2 separate regions of the Arachis hypogaea genome follow, and region 1 is linked to region 2. Evidence: chromatin contacts called from public Hi-C data. All regions are on one chromosome and are shown on one strand. The core of a region is the stretch at or near the end of the contact, and the rest is flanking DNA. Distances in the headings are between cores, read along the strand shown. Region 1 holds the start of LOC112743537 (L-type lectin-domain containing receptor kinase IV.1). Region 2 holds the start of LOC112743536.

Region 1 (3,873 bases), core at 1,124-3,623, 150 kb before region 2:
GACATTGTAGTGGCCTTACCGGTTCTAGTGTTCTCAGGTGCAAGGTATCCAAGTGTTCCGACAACATGTGTGGTTTGAGGATCACTTCCATGGTCATACAACCTTGCAAGACCAAAGTCACCTAACCTGCCATTCAATTCTGCATCTAGTAATACATTGCTCGCTTTTATGTCTCTATGGACCACTACTTGCTCCCATTCTTCGTGTAGATAGAACAGACCTGAACCGCATCACAAATCCAGAAAATTTTTAATTTGGTGGGGGTTAATGCTACATTGCAATTTGCAAATATAAGATAATTCTCAAAATATGAGAGGTTTCCCTCAAATTAAATTCACAAAATATTTTTATTTTATTTTATACAAATTATTCTCTAAAGATTATTTTTAATATCATGAAGTATTTTTAATAGGTGGCTATGTCCATAAAGACCTCTTCATATAAATATGATATTATGAACCATTAGATGATTCAATCAAATATGTTGAAAATAACCACCTTTTCAATATACCAAATTAACAGAAAAGGATCTACCTTTAGGACTATATTCAACAACCGTACCTACTTATATTACTCTTCCTTTACTTTTGATATAGTCATTACATATAGAAGTAGACATAGCATCTCTCAGTTATAGAGAGGTGTTGCTCAATCAAGAGAATATGTTAGTACACATAAAATGTGAGACACACATATTGACATATATCAGTTCAATCCAACATTTTTGGAACTTTGAGTCGTAGTTGAAAAAATTTATTTTAACAAACCTGAAGCAACTCCTTTGATGATTATGAACCTTTGGTTCCAATTGAGGGTGACTCTTGGTTGGTTATACAGATACTTGTCTAAGCTTCCCTTGGGCATGTAGTCATAGACAAGAAGCAACTCCCCTTTACGACGGCAGTATCCGAGGAGAGGAACCAGATTACGGTGGCGGAGGCGGCCGATACTAACAATCTCTGCCACAAATTCCCTCATCCCCTGCCTAGATTCATGGGACACCCTCTTCACAGCAACCTCAACCTTAGAAGCTGGCATCACACCTTTGTAGACCCTTCCAAATCCACCACTTCCCAAAAGCTCCTTCTCCTTGAACCCCTTTGTTGCAAAGTAAAGATCTTTGTACTTAAACCTGTGAGGACCGTATTCCATTTCCCAATCTTCAACCAACTCTGAAAACTTCTTCTTTCTTCTTATGAAATAAATCACCGCTAGAATCACCACGAACACCACAGTGAGTGAAATCATAGGTACCCCAATAGTGAGAGCCTTTGATTCCTTTCTTTCACCTAGCCTTGGAAGCTTTGGGAGTTGAGAAATAAGAAGCGGTTGAGCTTGGCCATTGATCTTAAAGCTCCAACCAAGAACATAATGGGAAGTTAAAACTGAACCGGTTGAGGAAGAGAATCCAACATACATGGTATTGTTTAGAATCGGTGAAAGATCTTTGGTCAATGATAATAAGGGCTTTTGCGGCTTTTCAACGTTGGTTGGTGCTAAAGTAACATCAATTTGCTTCTTCACACCATCGTATTCCACCCAAACTTGCATAGGGTAGCCACTGATAAGGCTCAAATTCTTGAAACCGGAATTACTATAATACCCTGCAGGTTGTGACTGTGCTGATTTCAAATCATTTATATCGATTCCAACATGGTTATCGTTGATATCAAAGAACTCTGTGCTGAGAATGGTGTCAAGTTCCACACCAAACACATGATTGGTTGCGTTTCCATTGTTCGTTTTGTTGAAGAGGCCGAGGTACTGGCTTGGTAGAGAATTCGGAAGCCCTCTCTGCGGCGCAATCACGAAAACAATCCCATGGCCACTCAGAGCTGAGTATTGAGACCGTATTGCAAAAACAAAAGTAGTTGAGAAAGAAAAAACTTCTTCGTTATTGAAACCGGAAGTGGTGTTCTTAAAAGTAACGGAATATGGATAGAACGCGTGACCTTTCTCTTGTTTTGTGTCGTTTGTAAGTTTTAAAAGACCGTTGGTTGTTATCCCCGCGATGCCATCCAGGGTCAAGTTTGAAGACTGGAAGCCATTGTTATAGATGAAGTTGGTGTTATAATCTTCATTTGCTACTACTGCCATTTCCACCTGCAAAAACAGCACTGCAAGAAGCTTTAGAGACATGGCTATACTGTGCATTATTGCAAATTGTGCACTGTGGTTGTTCTTATGGTCATGGTCAATGGATTTTGTCTTGAGAATATATAAAGACGTAAATCATACACATATTTAAATTTGAAGCACGAATTTTAGTTTAAATATTTTACTTGGAGACGAAACGTTTCAAATATATCCTCTCCAGGTTGTAGGTTGAAACTGAGCGATGTATCAATATCATTGATTCATTGTCATTTTCCCAAAAAAAAAATTTGGAATGCGTCATTATTATTATTATTAAAGAGAAAGATAAGCCAATGAGTTATAGTTCAAATGACATAGTCTCTCCATACTCTTAACTCAATTAAGAGGTTGCGGGTTCGAGTATGCTATCTTTGGTAAAAAAAAAAAAAAAAGAGAGAGAAAGATAAACAGGTAGTTGATCTTTTGGCCCTCAAAAATTTAAACTTAAAATATATTTTTAAATTTTTAAAAATTTAAATGTATGTGAGCCAAAAGGTGAAAGATCTATTTATCCTTTTTTTTGGAATTTAAATTCTCTAAATTTTAAATTTTTATTTAAAGAAATGAAATGTAATCTCGTTGAATGATTTTTTTCTTATATTTTTTTTATTTCACCTAAAATGTAATCTCGTCGAAGATTTTTTTTTTAATGTAGAATTTTAGATCCATCACTTCATTTCTTTTATTTTTGGTGTGATCCGTGATCTGTCACTTTCTATCTTATTATTTGCTGTTCTAATTTTTTACGAGTGCTGTAAATATAGGGCGCCTTAAAATACTATTCATAAAATTAATTATCTTTTGTTTTATTTATTTATTCTCTCTATTCTATGATTATTTTACTAACATTTTCTTCTTTATTTTTTCAATAATAATATTAAATATAAATATAATTTGTTTAGTAAATAATTATATAAAAACAAATAGAATTTTAAAAGTGAAAAATTATTTGAAAGCAAATGGAACAGTTTTTTCTAATTTTTTTAGTTAATTAGTCCTCAAGATAAGGGATTTTTTTAATATATTTTTTAATTTTTTTATTTACTAAAATAGGTATTTAGAATTAATTTATATTTTTAGGTTTCATTATTTATCTTGTTTATCGTATAAACAAATTAAAAAGGTGTTCCATCATGCATATCTTGTCCATCGAATATTGCCTCTACATTCTGGTATTGGCGGATGGCTTCCAAGTTCAAAGACGACAGATGGGGAGGGTACTCTTGTGTTCCAGAACCGGAATCTCCATGGACTGTTCATGTACCTCTTCGAATATCATCATCACTGTCCCCACCAATATCGACCGGCTCCTCATCCAAATCATCATCACACAGCGCATTCTCAACTCGATCCGGTCCGGCCTCAAATCCAAAATCAGGCACAACAGGAGGCACACTTGCATGAACAGCCCCAACACATTCGGGCTCAGGAATCAGAATTGCCGCTGCTACCACAGGCATCGATGTCGAGGATTCGGTGCCAATGCCCCGGAGCTCTCCACACCATCTTCCAACTTCGCAAGCAGCTCAGGTATCCTCACCTCCGGAAAACTATGCCTGCAGTGAAACAAGACCTGCAGGTCTTTATCCGACCCTATCACAAAGATCTCATATCTCACACCAGTTGACACAACGGCAACGAAAATCTTGTAAAACAACTTTTTTACCCACTTCGTCCCACATGTACCGAGCTTCCGTAATATGCTGAGCTTAATCTCTGCCAACGTACTCGAAGATC
Region 2 (3,705 bases), core at 732-3,231:
ATACATGAGGGCTATGCTTGTTAAGACAACACCCACCTTGGGATGCTTTTCACCTTTACAAATTGATAAAGCCAGGAGATTTTAGTAACATAACATGCCATTATCAGGTTCTGTAAAAAGTGCTAACCAAATTTTTATATTGAGTTTAGGTAATGAATCAAACGAATATAGAAGTCACCATAGGTTTCCTCTGCCAATGTTAATGCCTGTGTCAAAGCCTTCTCTGCATTACCATAGTTCCTAAACCAACAATTATTAGTGATGTATCATATGTCTCAACATAAAAAAGGAAGTTTGTGGTATAACTAAGGAAAACCAAATGAAAAAATTGAGCATACCCCTGATATGTTTCAAGCTGCCCTAGAGAACACAGTGCCCCCATCATTAAACCCTCCAAGTTCATGTTACAAGCTCCTAAATATGGATTGCCAAATTTTTTTATGTCGGAAGCTCCTTTTAGGACACTCGTGTAGACCTCTTTCGCCATTGAATAGTTTTGCTTAAGGTATAGGAATTCTCCATATGATAGAGCAGCAGTACCTATATAACCAACTGTTAATTTGGAAGTACAAGAATGCTTTCTACAAACCAGATGAGACGAATCATACCGTCGCTGAGCTGGATAGATTTGTCAAAAAAAGGGACAGCTGCACCAAGAACATAATAAGCACTCATCAAGAATCACAAAAACGAACAAATACACCATTAGCACACAACTACCTGATTCGATACTTCCCTTGACAAGCTCAATCAGCCCCTTCAGTGCTTTAGCACGAAGAATTAGAGCCTTAAAATCCTCATCATCATCATCTGTTTTCTGTTTCTCGACAACCTCTACACATTTATCAGCAATTGCAGATGCCTTATCATCCTGTATAGCAAAACTTCATCTGAATAAATATGAACGGGACCAACACAAGAACTCGAAAGAAAATATTTTTCAAGGATTTGTAGATACGAACCTGCCCCAACTCTAGATAAAGACCAGCCTCAGCCTCAAGGGCAGCAACTACAATAATAAACCAAAATTCACATGAAATTACTAATATTAATAATTAAAAAAAAAAAAAAAAAAAAAAGAAACTACCAAGAAAAAGTGAAATTACCTCTGACACCCAAGTAAGCATTGGTTAATTCGTGAATACTCTGTAGCTTCTCCAATGCAATATCATACTCTCCCCTGAAAAAAGAAAAGAAAAGGTTTAAATTATACAAAACTCTCAATGAATTCAAACTAACTAACCAACCACCAAAACTGGAGCTCCCACATTTCTAATAAAAGACCAAAATCCGAACTTAAATAAATAAATGATAAGAACCTTTCATATTCCAAGGTGGACATAGCAAGCAAAGCAATCCCTTTAGAATTCTCATTTTTGGGGTCTTTGCCTTCAGTTAACTCAATCGTAAGGCAGTGCTTCAACACAAGCAAACCTAGTCCGTACGACCCAACTATTGACGAACCAAAAAGAAAAAAAAGACGTTAACTTCAATCATTAATAGAATCAATAAAGACAGTCTCGGGGTGTAAACCCTAAAAATGGCATTTTTGTTTTCAGTTTTTGGATTAATTACATGATTTGTCGGTCCTAGCGTGGTTTAAAGCGTAATTGATCATATTAATAGCATCAGGATTAGCCATGGACTTGTCGAGCTCCAAGCCATTGCCGTATGACCTAAACGATGTCGCAGCGAGAGGTGTGAGTGAAACGGGAGATGGTTTTGCAGTGAGAGACGCAAGAAATGATGCGGTGGAAGAAACAGAAGAAGCAGCTCTTGAGGATAACCTCGATGATGCTATGCGAAACATGATGGTTATTGTGAAGAAGGGGTGTGTTCAGAACGAGTAGCGTGTGAGACTCTGAGTGAAGTGTGACTGGGGGGTAGGGTTTTGGTTAAGAATGTTCCTCAAACTAGTTCGGTTTTAGGACGCGTTTGGTTCGGCGTTTAAATCATGAAAAGTACTCAAGTGTGTTGAATTAATTATCCATTTTGGCCCTGTAATTACTTATTTTGGTCTTTGATGAATAAATGATCATTCGTATCCATAAAAGATGAAAACACTGACATATGTACTCATACTAGATCGAAACTAAACTTGTACCCACGTAAGATGTCTGCCGTGTGATAAAAGTACCCTACGTGGCACTCCAACCTTCCAAAGACAGGGTACTTTTGTCACACAAAAAGTATCTTGCGTGGGTACAAGTTTAGTTTCGATTTAGTGTGGGTACATATGTCAGCATTTTCATCTTTCATGGATACAAGTGGTTATTTATTCTTTAAAATTATCTATACTGGTCCTCCAGATTTAGATTTGGACACCAACGTGGTCTCTCAACCCTTTTCGGTAATGACTCAGCAAACGGAGTGCCATGGTGGCACCCTCTCTACCACGCTAAACCCTACAACGGCTAGATAACGTGGCGAGGGTTGTATTTGTACCCAATTTAGTCCCTAAAACCCTAATTTTCTCTCATTTATCTGAGTTGGGTTCTTCTTCAACTTCCGTCTTCCTTCCTCCTATCTTCTTATTCTTCTTTATCTTCTTCTCTTCTTGTTTCTCTTCTTCTTGTTAAATCTTTGTCATTCATCGCTATTAGTTACAGCATCATGGTGGGTGGTGGAAGCATCGTAGCTGGAAACTCGATTCGCTCTCCTTCAAGCGGTAACTAGGTCAGGTCACAAAACCGGAACAGAAATACGAGGGTGCCGGAATAGTGTGGGTGCGGTTACCGTTCAGTTCTGCGATGGTCTGGAACAGAATCAAATCCAAACAAGCCATTTTATGGATGTCCCAATTATAATGTAAGTTAAATATATAATATTTTGTTCATTTGTTCTTGCCTGCTTCATTTCATCATCTTTTGTTGGTTCATTTCAGACAAGAAAAAAAGACTTAGTGCGGTATGTTTGTCTGGGTTGACATTGGACAAGAGAAAAGTGCTAGAATAGTAGATTTTGATAGAGTCAATGGTGGAAAGAAGATGAACCTAGCATGGAGGGTTGGGAGGTTGGAAGATGATGTAAGAAGTTAGAAATTCATGACCCATTTGTTGATGGTATCTGTGTTTATGATGGTAGTGTTTTTGTTAGTGATGTGTTACAAATTTTGAAGAAAAAATTATGGAAGAATTTTTGTAATGTAATGTAATGGAAGATGTATTGTGTAAAAATATTTGAATAGAATGAATAATTTAATTTGTGGTATTCCTGTGACTTACACATGACTCAACAAAATTGAGTTATATTTAAATAGGATTACAATAGGCAAGTTAAACTAACAAACCAGATTTATATTAAATTAGTTATCATAGTTGAACAAAAAAGATGCATAACCAAGCATCATGAGTATTAACATCAAAAGATCCACTGTGATATCAAAATAATCAGGACTGATCTTAGTAGTCATTGTCTAAATTTTAACAAAACATTAAAGGTCTAATGTCACATACTAATTTTCATAATCTCCCTAAACACATCTAACTAATTTCTTCAAGTCTTTTTTTTTTGTGCTTTGAAACTGAGAGTAGGCACAAATTTCATTAAACTTGTCATCCTTGATTGTTGTTCCTGAGTTAGCACCCTGCAATGGATTGACTGTGACAGAACTTGGCGGTGGAGAACTTCTTCTTCTTTCCGGCAACTTTGCAGGCCTTATATTTCCAGCAACCTATATCATGTAAAAATATTTAGGTTCTAAAG

Evidence for each region. Hi-C and Micro-C count contacts between places; a contact is called where the count stands out from the background.
Region 1: a Hi-C map of an unstated tissue shows a contact between it and region 2, with 4 times the contacts expected there. The contact joins the promoter of LOC112743537 here to the promoter of LOC112743536 in region 2. A contact is called at or near these places in 2 of 8 Hi-C or Micro-C datasets (leaf and an unstated tissue).

What each region holds. Positions count from the first base shown.
Region 1 is chr14:97,384,427-97,388,299 of arahy.Tifrunner.gnm2.J5K5, reverse strand. LOC112743537 (L-type lectin-domain containing receptor kinase IV.1) reads right to left here and starts at 2,373. Exons shown (of 2, transcript XM_025792784.3): 1 at 768-2,373; 2 at 1-220. The coding sequence starts at 2,154.
Region 2 is chr14:97,238,639-97,242,343 of arahy.Tifrunner.gnm2.J5K5, reverse strand. LOC112743536 reads right to left here and starts at 1,981. Exons shown (of 12, transcript XM_025792783.3): 1 at 1,576-1,981; 2 at 1,320-1,452; 3 at 1,107-1,180; 4 at 963-1,009; 5 at 721-871; 6 at 609-647; 7 at 339-540; 8 at 179-240; 9 at 1-53. The coding sequence starts at 1,810.